3 separate regions of the Rattus norvegicus genome follow, and all the other regions are linked to region 1. The links are chromatin contacts, called in public Hi-C maps. All regions are on one chromosome and are shown on one strand. The core of a region is the stretch at or near the end of the contact, and the rest is flanking DNA. Distances in the headings are between cores, read along the strand shown. Region 1 holds the start of Matcap2 (microtubule associated tyrosine carboxypeptidase 2). Region 2 holds the start of Znf709l (zinc finger protein 709 like). Region 3 holds the start of Zfp599 (zinc finger protein 599).

Evidence for each region. Hi-C and Micro-C count contacts between places; a contact is called where the count stands out from the background.
Region 2: a Hi-C map of liver shows a contact between it and region 1, with 2.8 times the contacts expected there. The contact joins the promoter of Znf709l here to the promoter of Matcap2 in region 1. A contact is called at or near these places in 3 of 12 Hi-C or Micro-C datasets (liver, mammary epithelial cells and prefrontal cortex).
Region 3: a contact with region 1 is called in a Hi-C map of liver, with 3 times the contacts expected there. The contact joins the promoter of Zfp599 here to the promoter of Matcap2 in region 1. A contact is called at or near these places in 2 of 12 Hi-C or Micro-C datasets (liver and mammary epithelial cells).

Annotation. Positions count from the first base shown.
Region 1 is chr8:29,214,636-29,219,509 of GRCr8, forward strand. It overlaps Matcap2 (microtubule associated tyrosine carboxypeptidase 2), which reads left to right and starts at 2,363. Exons shown (of 7, transcript NM_001427636.1): 1 at 2,363-2,550. The coding sequence starts at 2,526. It also overlaps a transcript of Rp9 not described here.
Region 2 is chr8:28,983,911-28,988,784 of GRCr8, forward strand. It overlaps Znf709l (zinc finger protein 709 like), which reads left to right and starts at 2,562. Exons shown (of 4, transcript NM_001409238.1): 1 at 2,562-2,676. The coding sequence starts at 2,674.
Region 3 is chr8:29,045,739-29,050,612 of GRCr8, forward strand. It overlaps Zfp599 (zinc finger protein 599), which reads right to left and starts at 2,920. Exons shown (of 5, transcript XM_006242700.5): 1 at 2,735-2,920; 2 at 641-767. The coding sequence starts at 2,737.

The DNA.
Region 1 (4,874 bases), core at 1,113-3,612:
CATGTAACTGAACGTGCGGTTTGGGAAAAATTTTGTCAACAATAAAACATTCCAGGACAAAAGATTGGTTCCACATCAAATGTACTGAGTCTGGAGCACCTCTGGTAGTGCTGATCAGCACTGCAGCAAGTGATGTCACCACAGCGCTGGCTCTGAGCACAAATGTATTTTAGATTGTGTGTGGTGTCGCCCATCAACACCAGTGAATGCCACCTGAAACACCCCAGTGTGAATTCTACACGGTTTGATGTTAAGAGCAGCAGTGCTTATATGAGGTTTTCTGCTCTTACGGAACATAACGTGATGGATTAATTATGGAAACAAGGGCTTTTAATATTTTTCCACCACCTTTCCTCAGCATGTAAGTACCTAATATATCTTTAGATTGTATTGTGTTAGAATGTTTTGTTTTAAACGGTGTTTGAAGGGATAAAGGAGTGGTTCAGTAGTTAAAAGCACTTTCTGCTCTTGCAGAGGACCTGGGTTCAGTTGCAGCACCCATGTGGCTCACAACCTTCTAGAATAATCCCAGTTTCGAGGAATCTGATGCCCTCTTCTGGCCTCTATGGGCACACACATGGTGCACATGGAGGCAAGCACTCCTATGCACAGGTAGTTTTTAGAAGACCACATTGATTCTTTAAAATGATCTTTGAGAACCATTGTTTTAGCCAGGTGTGGTGGTATACTCCTTTAATCCCAGCACCTGAGTGGCTGAGGAGACAGTTGAAAGGAGTTGAAAGTTACCCTCAGCTGTGTAGTGAGTACTGCTAGGTCAACCTCAGCTACACGAAACTCGTGTCACTACCACCACAATCCCTGGCAAAAAAGGTGCTGATTTGAGTTTTATTTTTTGATTGAAATAAACTTTGTCTAAGATTAGGACAGAATTTCCAACGTTCTGAAAATCACTAAGCATACTTTGATTTTTATGCTGTGTGCTTATGTAAGATGGTAGTCTCAGCATTGACAATTACAAAATTAAAAAGAAAAATCACATCTGAAAAATTTGGAAGATGTGAAGGTGAGATAACTCAGCAGTAAAGCACCTACCACCAAGCTTGACGACCTGAGTTCGAGTCCCAGAACCCATTTGGTGGAAGGAGAGAACTGACTCCTGCAGGTTGTCCTCTGACCTCCACACACATATCACGAACGGCACACAATTGGGCTCCCCCCCCCCTCTCTCTCTCACACACACACACACACACAAAACTGTTGAAGATATTCTGTGTCCTGCATTATAAAATATTCAGCTGAGATTATGTAAAAATAAACAAGCACATCTATCTCAGTATGAAAATTTGCTTTCATTTTAAAATGGTAAAAATTTACATACACAAATAATAGATTTCAAATAAATTTATGATTTAATTATTCATTATTAACTTTTCCCTCTCAAACTCCTTTATGCAACCTCAGATATATAGATATATAAGATAGGTACACAAGTCAAATATTTGTAGTCTAGGGTGGCTTCAAGCTCATAGAGGAATTTGAACATCTCGATCCTCCTGCTTCTACCTGTTGATTGCTGGAATTACAGATGTGTACCACTAGGCCAGGTTTGTACAATACTGGGGATTAAATTCAGGGCTTCGTGAATGCTACGCAAGCATGTCACCAATTGAGCTACACCCACAGGCTGTTTCCTTTTTCGATTTAGAAAAAAAATTAAAAATGTGTGTGTATGTGTGTCATGAGTGTTTGCACGCAGAGGCCTGGGGAGAGCCCGAGGGCATGGAATGCCCAGGATATGGAGTTACCGGATGCTGTGAGCAGCCAGTGCTCTTAACTGCTGAGCCATCTCTCCAGACCGCCTTTTAAAATAATTGTATTTATTTTATTCTTTTTTAAAGACATTCTTGTATAGTCAAGGTGGTTTCAAAATTCACTGTGTAGCGATGATGATCTTGCACCCCTGATCCTCTTTGCTACACACCTCTCAAGTGTTGGGATTACAGTAATGTACCACCATACCTGGCCATCTACTTCTTTTTCTAAAAACGTCCTACTTATTTCATACCACGTAAATTAGCTAAAAGGTCAGGAGTCTGAATTTGCACTGATCAACTAAAACTAAGAATTATTACACCATTCCTTTTTCCCGATTCCATCGCGAAACGAGACCCCTTGAACCTCACGCAGATCCCGTCCTCCCCACGCAAACACCCTAGCTGCGGCGGACCAGCTCCAGGCACCGGTCCGCTCTGTGCACGCTGGGAGTTGTAGTTCGCTTCCCTTCTCTCCCTATGAGCAGGGTGTCAATCGCAGGAGCGCCTCCAGCGGCGAGCACGTTTGGTGGCGCAGAGTTCGGGAAGAAGGCAGGATCGTCTCCTAGCAACGGGGTTGCAGCGACGTCACCGTGGCGGGTTCTTAGCGCTGAGGCCAGGTGGAACCACCCTCTGGAACAGACGTGGTCCTCCACCTTGCGCTGCCGGTCCTGCCCTATCTGGTCCCGAGCTACCTTACGGGAGTTTTCGTCCGTGCGGCCCGCCGGCCTGGGCTTTGGCCCTGGCGGGACGATGCTGGAGTCTATTCGCGTAACGGGTGAGTGCAGGCACTGCTGGCCCAGGTGGCGCGGCTGCAGCGGGTGGAGACCTTTGGGTTTGGGACCGGGGAGCAGTCGCGCAGCCCTAGCCCAGCAGAGGGAAGGGGCAGGAACTCTGCAATCTAGAGAGTGTAGAGTCCAATCCGATTTCACAGCATTTTAGGTGTGTAGTAAGGTGTTATATTTTCTAGAGTGCTCAGGAAAAAAAAATCAGCCATGGAAACACATCTCTACATTTCAGTGTATGCTGTGTATGTTTGTTTGCATTTATTATCAAACACTATGAATTGAAATAAGAGCAGGTGTTTAGATCCAAGGTTAGAAAGTTTGTCTTTCATTTTTAAATAGATATGCATATTAGCCATATTTAAATCTTTAATAATACTAAACAGTTCCAGACCCTCAGCATTTGATACTGCATGAAAACATTTCTGCAGGACAGATACCAAAACAACAGAATAAAGAGAAATAGCTAATTCCCAAAGTAGAGTCACAAAAATAAGCCTAGAATACTGGGTATTGCAGTATTCTACCCAGTAGACCAATTTTTCTGAATTTATTGTTTTGAACCGGGGTCTAGCTAGGTTACCCGGACTGGCCTTGAACTCACGGTCCTCCTGTCTCAGTCTCCCAGGTGCTGAGATATGGACACCAATAGCTAAGATCCTTTTTTAAGATAGCATACAAAGTAAGAGGTTTCATTATGGTGCTTTGAAATTCATCTCACAATATGGTATTGCAGAGTTTTTTTTTTTAATTGAAAAACTAAATTATTTTTAAGGGAAAATACTTTCTAATCTTAATTTTTTTAATACTATTTGTTGTTCAGTGTATAAAATACAGAACTGATTGTTGTGGAATTCTAGTAACCTACAGATTATCCCACTGTTCTGTTGATAGGAAACATACTGTTATAAAAGCCAAGATCTTAGAGGCACTTAAATTGGCATTAGGCTTTTTAAAATTGAGATTTGATGTAGATATTAGTCTTTCATCTTAAAACACATTATCAGAGGCAAACACAGGTGGATTTCTATGAACTTAAAGTCAGCCTGGTTTATACAACAAATTCCAGACCCAGACTCTAAAAACAAACAAACAAACAAACAAACCAAAACAATATGGTGTCAAAAGTTGCTTTAAAACCTCAAACCTGGCAGAAGAGGGGCAAATCTGAGCAAGTCTCAGTGACACATGTGCACAGGCTGTCGTAATAAGGTCAAGAGAGTACTTGCTTACCATAAACTAGGTTAGAACACAAATGTCAGAAAGAAATGCATTCTTTTGCACACTAAAAAGGGTAATTTAAAACTTGCAGTCCCGTTGGGGATTTGGCTCAGTGGTAGAGCGCTTGACTAGGAAGTGCAAGGTCCTGGGTTCGGTCCCCAGCCCCGGAAAAAAAAAAGAATTTCCTGTAAAACTTGCAGTCCTTTTTATGATATAGAACAAGGCTTCTCAACTTCAGCAGTTTAATATTGGAAAAGTTAATTCTTTATTGTGAGCAACCGTATTTTAACACAGAGAATTGTGACAACCAAAAATGCCCTGTGGGTGGCAAAGTACTCTCCCTGTCTTCCAGTTAAAAACACTGCATGCAAGAAAATAGATTCTGTAGCCCATACGACTCACCGGGTTTAGAAACTACACCGATTAAAATACCCCCCCAAACTGAAAGTCATTGTAGTGAGAATATGATTAAAATATTAGTATGGTATCTGATTAAAACATAACCGTATTCCTGCAGAGTTAGGGGTTTGAGGATGGGTTCTTTTTAACTGAACACCTACTCTTGTTAACTAGTTCTTTGCCCAGAATTGAGTGGAGTTCATGTGCCAAACCATTTTCTGATGTAGGTGATCTACAGGTGATCTAGGTGAAATACTAGCCTTAGGAACTTGTCTCTGGTGTTCTTAAACATTCGCCACTGTTACAAAGTGATTTTCATCATTGTTATTATTATTCATTTATTACGCAGACTCTTCCTGTTGGTCAGGCTTCTTGCTGAAATGTCAGTCAATCAATGGGACAACCGAACCGAATGATGAGAGTAGCTGAGAAACACACCCTGTGCTACCCAGACTCTCCTGCACTCTGCAGTGTTTCAGATGCTTGCTTTCTTCCAATAGAACTTGACTGGGATAAGAATACTGATGAAAATATGATCCTTTTTCCTTTTTGCTTTGAAATAGCAATAAATACGGCAGCCTGGTGACATGGGCCTGTAACCCTAGCTACTGGGAAGCTGCAGCAGAGAGACGGCAAGTTCAAGGTCCTCCTGGGTAACTTACTGAGTGCCTATTCCAACATAACGTAAAGGGGCTGG
Region 2 (4,874 bases), core at 1,312-3,811, 230 kb before region 1:
AAAACCAGCTCAGGCTATCGAGGACTGACCCATAAACCATCCAAAGACATCCCCCCAGCTTACTCAGAGTCATACTTTAACCAGATGTCCTCCAGACCCTGAGAAGCCCCTACTTGTGCTTTTCAGCCATTGTGTCCCGCAGAGAGCACTCCAAGAAACCGGGCAGCCCAAGCCTAACCAGAGGTGTTTCAAATACAGATGCTTCATCAATTCTGACAAACTTTAAAAATAATGAGGACCTAAAGACCCAACCCATCTCCTGATTTAGTAGCTCTGTTCCAGGAACCAGGGGGCCATAAAACCTTTTGGTGTCCCCTTATCTCCTGGAGCCATAAAACAATCCTGTAACTTGTGGTGCCTTCCCCTTTGACATCCCCCCATCCCCTGGTGCTCACAGCCTCTGCCTTTAAATGCTCTTTCTCCCAGCCTCTCGGGGTCGGACACCTCTGTCTCCTGTGTGGGATATGTATCGGCCCGGAGATCTCTGTAATAGGTCTCCGTAATAAACCTCGCCTTTGCTTATTACATCCAAAATGGTCTCTCTGTGTCTGGGGTCCACAATTTCCCAAGACTTGAGTAAGGGTCTCTCTGCGTGGGATCTTTCAGGTTCAAGCTCAGTTCCAGGACCCATATGGTGGCTCACTACCACCTGTAACTCCAGCGCCAGAGGCTCAGATGCCCTCTTTTTGCTTCTGTGGACACCAGACAAGCATATGGTGCACAGACAAACATGTAGGTAAAACACTCACACTCGTAAAGGTAAATAGTAATGGAGCTGAAATCAAAGGATCGCCACAAATTTGAAGTCAGCCTAGGCTGTAGTGTGGGAACCTGTCTCAAAACAAAACAAAACAAAACAAAACATGCTGTTCCCTATGAACTCGTGTTATCAAGAAACCTCATGAGGAAGCCCTCGAAATTCATGTATGCCTGGGGCTGGAGAGATGGCTCAGTGGTTAAGAGCACTTGCTGCTCTTCCAGAGGACCTGAGTTCAATTCCCAGCATCTTTACGGTGACTTACTTCCAGGAGATCCAGTGCCCTCTTCTGACCTCCACAGGTACCAGTCACACATACATATATGTGAACAAATACTCCTTTTTTATTTTTTTTGAAACATGTATTTGTTCCAACTTACACACTGCCTCCCACCTCAACGTACCCCCTTGAAACTGCGAGGCTCTCCCCACCTTTTGCTATTCTGTCTGCATCTTCACAGTCTCTCACTATACCAGGAACTCACTTTGCAGACCAGGCTGGCCTCGGACCAGGCCCTGCTTCAAGATTAAAGTGTCTATGTTTAGATATGTTACAGTCGCTTTTTAATTACATTTGTTTAACTGAGGGCATTTTAAAAACATGGCTTGGTGTGCTAAGGGGGCAAACCCAAATCTACATGTTAGAGATGCGGTCTATCTCTGAGCCATATCCCGAGTCCACCAATATTTAAGGTAAAGATTTACTTATCTACTGTATAACAATTCCCTGGAACTGGGATTAAAGACTGTCATTAGTCACATGTGGGTGCTAGGAGCCAAAGCCAGGTCCTCTCCAAGAGAAGTGCTTCACCACGGAGCCAGCTCTTCAGTTCGTATATTTTATTTTATATTACATTTGAGACAGGGTGTTATGGTGTAGCCTTTTCTGGGCCAATAACTAACTATGTTGGTTAGGCTAGCTTTGATCTCAATTAAAAATTTGGCATGCTTCACCACTTTATTTTTAATTTAATTTTAGAAAAGAATTCTCTTTATTGAATGTGCTTTGAGTGCTTTGCATGTATGTATGTAGATCTGTGCACTGTGTGCTTGCGGTGCCCCTGGAGGTCAGAAGAAGGCATTGGATGACATGGAGTAGGAGTTACGGGTGGTTATGAGCTGCGGTGTCGGGGCTGGGAACTGAACCAGGGTCCTCTTAAAGAGCAGAAAGTGCTTTTAACTACGGGGACATTTCTTCAAGTCTGTTGAGGACACTTTTAAGTGTTTGTATTTAGGTATGGTGAGTTCACTTTTAAGTAACTGTGGATCATACATAGTTTGTGAGATGCTGCTCAGCCCTGTGTTAAGCCTGAGAGGAGGGACATCAGTATGCCCTTCGCATTCCAGGATTAAAACAAGCACGAGGTGTGTGTGTGTGTGTGTGTGTGTGTGAGAGAGAGAGAGAGAGAAAGAGAGAGAGAGAGAGAGAGAGAGAGAGAGAGAGAGAGAGAGAGAGAGAGAGAGCTCTCCTGAGTCTTTTCTTGTGGTAGTCAGGTTCACGCTGCCTCTTCCCTGCTGAGCCATCTTGCAGGCCCTGTTTATTCTTTGTTTTCGCCTTGCCTCTTCGCTTAATCTAGAAAGGGAATCTGTAATTTCCTGCGTCCACTCACGTCCCCCATACAGAGGGAGCTGAGATGAACAGCAAAAAGCAGTCTCTGGTCGAAGAATAAATCCTCATTAAAACCACAAAGATGCCTAATTTAGGTGACAAACTCCGCGCTGAGAATCTTGGTGCTCAGCTGTCATTCAGGCAAAGGGGCGTGTCCGCACCAGCTGTCCAATCAGAGACGCCAGCGTATAGGCGTGGGAGAGACGGAGGCCGTGGGCGCGGAGAAGGCCGCTCTCCTGACTCTATTTCAGTCAAGTTCATACGGGGTCTCAGTCACGGAGGCGGGAGCTTGGGAGGGCGCCGGGAAATGGTGAGTGAGGCGGGCTGGCCGAGGGCGGGGATGGGTAGCTGTAACCCGACGCAGCCCTACACAACCAGAGCGAGCTTCTACCTCAGCGGTGGAGTCTGCGCAAGGGACCTTCGCTGGCTCGGCCAGGTTCGGCGGCACTCGCCTCCGCTCGGCTCCGCTCGGCTCCGCTCGGCTCCTCTCGGCCCCTCTCGGCCTCTCTCGGCTTCTCTCGGCCCCTCTCGGCCCCTCTCGGCCCCTCTCGGCTCCCCTCGTCCCCTCTCGGCTCCCCTCGGCCCCTCTCGGCTCCCCTCGGCCCCCCTCGGCCCCCCTCGGCCCCTCTCGGCCCCACCCGGCCCCACCCGGCCCCACCCGGCTTGTCTGTGGGGCTCTGCGGTCCTCTGTCCGCCTAGCTTCGGCTCTGTCCCTGGCTCTGCGCAGCTCGAATTGGCTTCGATCGGCTCAGTGTTGTGACTCCCGGCTCGGAATTCCCAACCTCCGAATAACGGGGACCCGTTAAAGTTTCCGAATGTAAACCTCTAATATTCTCAGCTCTCCTTAAATCCCCAGGTTTCCAAATGCCAACTCTTCTCTCCTTTGGATTACATCTATGTCAACTGTCACCAGTGCTGAATTCCAGCCAGAGGCAGTGTTTTAATTATAGGCTTGGAACGAAGGAACTGGCTTTCTTTTCTTTAACAATTTTTTTTTTACTCTTTTTGAAATTATATACCTATTGTGAAAGGTGTGTGTGTCTGTGTCTAAGTGTTACAGCTCTGCTTGGGCGTTTTGTTTTTTTGTTTTGTTTTGGTTTGTTTTTTTCTTTTTTTCGGAGCTGGGGACCGAACCCAGGGCCTTGCGCTTGCTAGGCAAGCACTCCTACCTGCTGAGCCATCTTGATGGTACTGTGGCTATTAGATAAAATGTTTTGTTGTTTTTGTGTGTCTGTGTTGAGTGTATGCTGTGTGTGTGTGTGTGTGTGTGTGTGTGTGTGTGTGTGCGCGCGCGTGCGCGCACGTGTGTGTATCCGGGCCTGCGCGTACATGTCCGTGTGTGTGCATGCGTGCACCCACCTATTTAACATATTAAAGAGAGCTTTGGCAGCCAGTCTCCCTCAGCAACGCTTGTTCTGGGTCATTCTGTCTGGCATACCCTACCCACTACCCTAAATTCTCCAGCCCAAACACTGGACTGGATCCCTTCCCCCAGCTACTCCGATTTCAATATAACCTCCGTCATTTTGCCTCTAGCTCTCTGGGTTCCCAGGTACCCTCATTGCTCCCTCTCTCTGACCATTTTGCTCAGCATTCCCGCCCCGCTCCATGGGCTGCTTCAGTCTGGACCCTTGCAGATGCCTCTGGCTATGTTCTTCCTCATATCTACAATAAATGACCCCAGCCTTCCTGGGAGCAGTCATTTCTTCACCATTTCAGTCAGGATCCAAACCCACATTCTGTAGGAGAGCAAGTGCTTGTAACCACTGAGCCATCTCTCCAGCATTCCCTACTCCCAGCCCATCCCTACAACTATTTTTGTGACAGGAAAACAGAAATAAGTACTGGTAGCTATGTTTTAGAAAACTCTTAGGTTTCTTCCTACTAGCTTTTCTAGATGCACACATCCTGTGGACTGGATCAGATCTGTAAAGGACTGAGTTTGGAGATGCAGGAATAATGTTATTGTGCATTGTGTAAAGTTAACCTTGTCTTATTCAAATGCTGATTTCTCTGCCTCCATATTTGATTGCATCCCAGACCTGGTATTGTGATGCTTATTCTAAGAATCTCCAGTCTTAATGTTGTGTAAACATTTTTCCCTATTCTCTGTATTGTCAATAAAAGCTGGTCAGCCAATGGCTGAGCAGAGGAGAGAATAGGGCGGGACTCCAATCCCAGACAAAGGAAGGGTAGAGAGGGAGAGGAGAGGCATTTGCCACTAGGAACAGGTCCAGGGGTGACCATAAGAACACAGCTGGAGCAGAGAGAGCCAGACCAATACTAAATGCAAGTGTCCTGGGGTGGCTTGGAGGTAGCCAGAGTAGTTTAGAGGAATAGAACAGATTAAAAACTGCACAGTCACTGTGCCGTAAACCTTGATTAAACAAATCTTACCATCTCTGTCTCATTTATTATGGAGCTAGCTGGGATAGCAGAAAGATTATTACTTTTAAAATAGCTCTAACACCAAGCCCACTGAGAGGACAGACACTGAATGGTAAAGTC
Region 3 (4,874 bases), core at 1,670-4,169, 170 kb before region 1:
TCTATATTTTCCCAGAACAGTCAAAGACATCAGTGAAATGAGTGTGCACCCACAGGCCTGTATCTTATCCAAGCTCCAAGATAAAGACTACAGCAGAAAAGTAGAGGTGAGAGCCATGTTTACTCTGGAGTCTGGAAAACACATGAGGGGGCAGAGAAACCATGAGTGGAATTTTCTGGGATGTACGTGGATGGAATGAGCTGCTTATATTGTACAGGACAGCAATACGTGTATGATTGGAAGCCATTAAATCCTTCAAAATATTATCAGAGAAGTTTTAAATGTTCACAAGTGGAAGGAACAATGCCCTAGCTGATAAATTTATTTCTTTTTTTTTTTTTTTTGGTTCTTTTTTTTTCCGGAGCTGGGGACCGAACCCAGGGCCTTGCGCTTCCTAGGTAAGTGCTCTACCACTGAGCTAAATCCCCAGCTCCTGATAAATTTATTTCTTAACTTCATCTGATCATTATGAACTAAGTAAGTACACTGCAAAAAGACACTGTTTCTCAAAAGCCCTTCTGCTATTACAATGTGTCTACTGAAATGTATAATACAGAATTAGGATTAGGTTCACAATGATTCATCCTACCAAGTAAAGGAGCAAGTAACTGCTACTGAGAGTTCTAGGATTCGGACTCACCCAGGAACACTAGGCTCCTGTAGTTCTCCAGCATCACGTCCCTGTACAGGGTCCTCTGGGCAGCATTCAGGTCCTGCCACTCCTCCAAGGTGAAGTCCACAGCTACGTCCTCGAATGACACCAACCCCTGGAATGACAGGTTTCTCTTCAGCCCAATCCTTCAGTTTTTGGAACAGAAAGTGGGGTCCACCCTACTCTCTATGTGTCATACCAGGGTCTCATAGCAGGTGACATTTGATTTGTCTCATGGGAGAAAGAAAACTCAGCTCTGTAACGATGTCAGAAAACATGGCTGGAGTTTTCTGAAGGATTTCAATACAGACAGCTGTTCCCAGGCTTCCCCAATTACAATCTGGTATCTGCCACTTCCTGGAAGGAGTTGTTGGCCCAAGCACCAAATGACTTCAGGTTTTTTTTTTGTTTTGTTTTGTTTTTGTTTTTCTTTTTTCTTTCTTTCTTTTCTTTTTTTTTTTTTTTTTTTTTTTTGGAGATGGGGACCGAACCCAGGGCCTTGCGCTTTCTAGGCAAGCGGCTCTACCACTGAGCTAAATCCCCAACCCCATGATATCAGTTTTAAAAGCGTTTATTGAATACGGAAAAGCCCAGAGCTCTGGAAATAAAGATATCTTCCTGGATCTCAAAAGAAGAAAAGAGTGTGTAACTGCGTCCCTGACCTGATCTTCATTTGGGATGTGGAAACGGGTGGAAAAACAGAACTCTGACTATTCACAGGCAAACACTTGGGGGCTCTCTTCCAATGGCTGTTGGCAGCTTGAATTCTAACAGACTCCAAGATATTGAATGCATCAGAGAGCAGGACTCCTAAACTCTAAACACATTTTTATTTAAAAAAAAAAAAAAAGAAAGAAAAGAAAACAGAGACAAATTAAAGTGCTTGAGAGAAAACAGGCATGCTAAAGAGGGAAGCCTTGTATTCTGTTCTTTTTTGTTAAGATTTATTTATTTATTATATAAGTACACTGTCGCTGTCTTCAGACACACCAGAAGAGGGCGCCAGATCCTATTACAGATGGTTGTGAGCCACCATGTGGTTGCTAGGAATTGAACTCAGGACCTCTGGAAGAGCAGTCAGTGCCCTTAACTGCTGAGCCACCTCTCCAGCTGTTTTTAATACAAAAGTTAATGCAAACATTTTACAAACTTACATTACAGTTCTTTAAAACCTTGAACATAGGTGTTGGGGATTTAGCTCAGCGGTAGAGCACTTGCCTAGCAAGCGCAAGGCCCTGGGTTCGGTCCCCAGCTCCGAAAAAAAAAAAAAAAAAAGAAAAAAGGGAAAACAAACAAACAAAAAAAACCAAAACAAATAAACAAAAACAAACAAACAAACAAACAAAAACCTTGAACATAGAACTACCAAAGGACCCAGGAATCACTCTGCTGGGATGTTTCGAAAGGAACAGAAATCTGAATGTCAGAAAATGGCCTCAATGAAAATTAGAGGACCAAGGTCATCCTCAGCTACAGAAGGTGGGATACATCAGAATCTGTCTCAACGAAAACAAAACAGCACGCCTTTAATCCCAGCCCTATGAGTTTGATGCTAGTCCAGTCTACATAATGAGCTCTAGGCTAACCAGGGCTACAAAGTGAGACCCAGCTGCCAAAAAAAGGGGAAAGTTTCACATCCATGTTCACAGTGACACAGATCAATCACAACGCCGACACAGAAAATGTAGGTGCTTCTTAGGTGTAGGTACAGAGTTCATACCAAAAAGAGATGGGGTTCCAGGATCCTGGGAAACGGAATAGAGCGTGACGTCCCAGGGACAGGATCGCCTGAACTGTCCCCAAACCCCAGATATGGCGTCTCAGGGAACTGGACGGCGGGAACCATCGGGGACAGAGACGTGGGGCCAAGGTGCAGAGACAACGGAGAGCAGATCGACTGGGGTTACGGTTTCCCTTCCCGCCCAGCATGAGACATGCTCTGAGTCAGAGCTACGGAAAGCGTTGCAGCAGGGCTCGGGTCTCTGCAGGGGCCTCAGACCGGACAGGACAAGCGGAGCCCGCCCAGCCCCCACCCCACGGCCGGGCAAAAAAGGCTCGGGCTTCCGGACCTGCCAGACTCACCATTTCAGGGTTCCGGGACACCCAGAGCCCTCACTGTGGTTCTCAGTGGAGAAATGGGACACGCGGCGACTTCTCCGAACTTCTGGGCGAGCGCGGAACACATACATGGACAGGACCCAAGATGGAGAGCAGGTGGGACAGTGGCGCAGGTATTCAGAAACAGGACTACGCAAGACTGAAAGCCCGCCCCTACTCTCTGTCTGTGTGTCTGATTGGACATTCGTCGTCACCTAGGTTCTCAGAGACAAGGCTTCACGTCTCACCTTCTCAGACTCTAAATGTCACCAACCATTGGTGAATTTAAAAAGATTGACAAGTTCTTGGCTGTATTTTAAGGCCGGGCTTCATGTGGAAAGACCAGACAGAACCTTACATTTAAGTAGAACCTTCTACTTAAGGTTATATCATCTAGTAAGTATTTATAAATAGAAACAGTGTCATGCCTTTTTTTTTTCTTCTGAAATACAGTCTCTCTATGTAGTCTTGCTCTGGAATTTATTATGTAGACTAGGCTGGCTCGAACTCATAGAGATTCACCTGCCTCTGAATTCCTAGTGAAGGGATTAAAAAGTGTGTGCTACGGTTATTTCCACAAATTGGAGAAGATCATCGACCTTTAATTAATTAAAGCAAGCTTTTAAAAATTCATGTCCACGGGCTGTCTCTCCCCAAAGGTAGGGTTCAAGAAAGAGTTCAGCATTTGGACACGGGGAAGATTGGGATTTTTATTATCCGGAAGCAGGGAGTTTACAAATGGAGGATTTGACAGGTCGGGGTTACAGAAGCAGAACATAAATGTAACAAGTTGGTCAGAGTAACTTTTTGAAACAAAAGCATGATCATCTTTTCCTGGAACAGACTACAGAACCATTTGTAGGCAAGGTTAAGGGTGGGACGCAGTCCAATCCTTGAAATAGGAAGGAACTGAGTTTGTCTTTACTCTAAGATCGCTTTCAAACCCAAGATGGATCCTGGCTGGTTGTGACTGTCTTTTAAGAGGTTTTTTTTTGTTTGTTTGTTTTTTTTTTTTTTTTTTTTTTGGTTCTTTTTTTTTTCCCGGAGCTGGGGACCGAACCCAGGGCCTTGCGCTTCCTAGGTAAGCGCTCTACCACTGAGCTAAATCCCCAGCCCCAAGAGTCTTTTTTATGATTATAAAAACAGACGTTTATGTAGTATGAAATAAACATACCTTGAGATAAAATTTAAGCATATACAGCATTGTTCAATACTAGAAATGGTCAAATGTGGGTTGGGGATTTAGCTCAGTGGTAGAGCGCTTGCCTAGCAAGCGCAAGGCCCTGGGTTCGGTCCCCAGCTCCGGAAAAAAAAAAAAGGATAGAAATGGTCAAATGTTAAGTGTTTTATGTCTTAATGATTCTTGGCTAACAGACTATAAGTGAACAATTTATTTTTTCTGACAATAAATGATGTGACATTTCCCCCAGTTCCAGAGAGAGAGAGAGAGAGAGAGAGAGAGAGAGAGAATGAGAGAGAGAGAATTTTCTGCCAGGCTAATTGCATTCTGCACTTGCTGGTTTAACACCACAGTCTTGAGGTGGAGCGTGCCTACGTCTGAAACAAACATGAATAAGATGAAGAGAACGAAAGTAGGAATGAGGTCAGGGTACGTTTTTTAGTGCCAGGTGCCGCACCTGAGAACCATTTTTTTTTTAATAATCTCTTTTGGTTTCCTTTGGAAGGGTGGACACAAGGAACTCCATCTTGCAGGTTTGAGACAAGGTCTCATCCTGAAGCCCATGCTGACCTCAAACTTACAATCCTCCTGTTTCAGCGTCCCAGGTGCTGGGATTGCAGGCAAGTGTTACCTTGTCAGTACGACTGTGAGTCCTGTCCCTGCCCCTTGTCTCTGACACTGCTGATTCTCTATCTGGGGCTTTGCCCCAGGATGCCTGGTTGATCTGATTTGATCCCACACTTGGGGGAGGTGTAATTGACAGACATGGAGAAATTAGTGCCAGGAAATCCCTTAGGCTTACTTAAAGCATCTGAGGTGTAGAGATGGCTCCTTGAGGTACTCTGGAGTCCACTCTGCTTGACTTGTTCTTAAACATGTTTGTGTCTGTCAGAGCAGCTCTTCTCCGGGATGTTGGCACATTGGCTTTTCAAAACCACAGTGAAC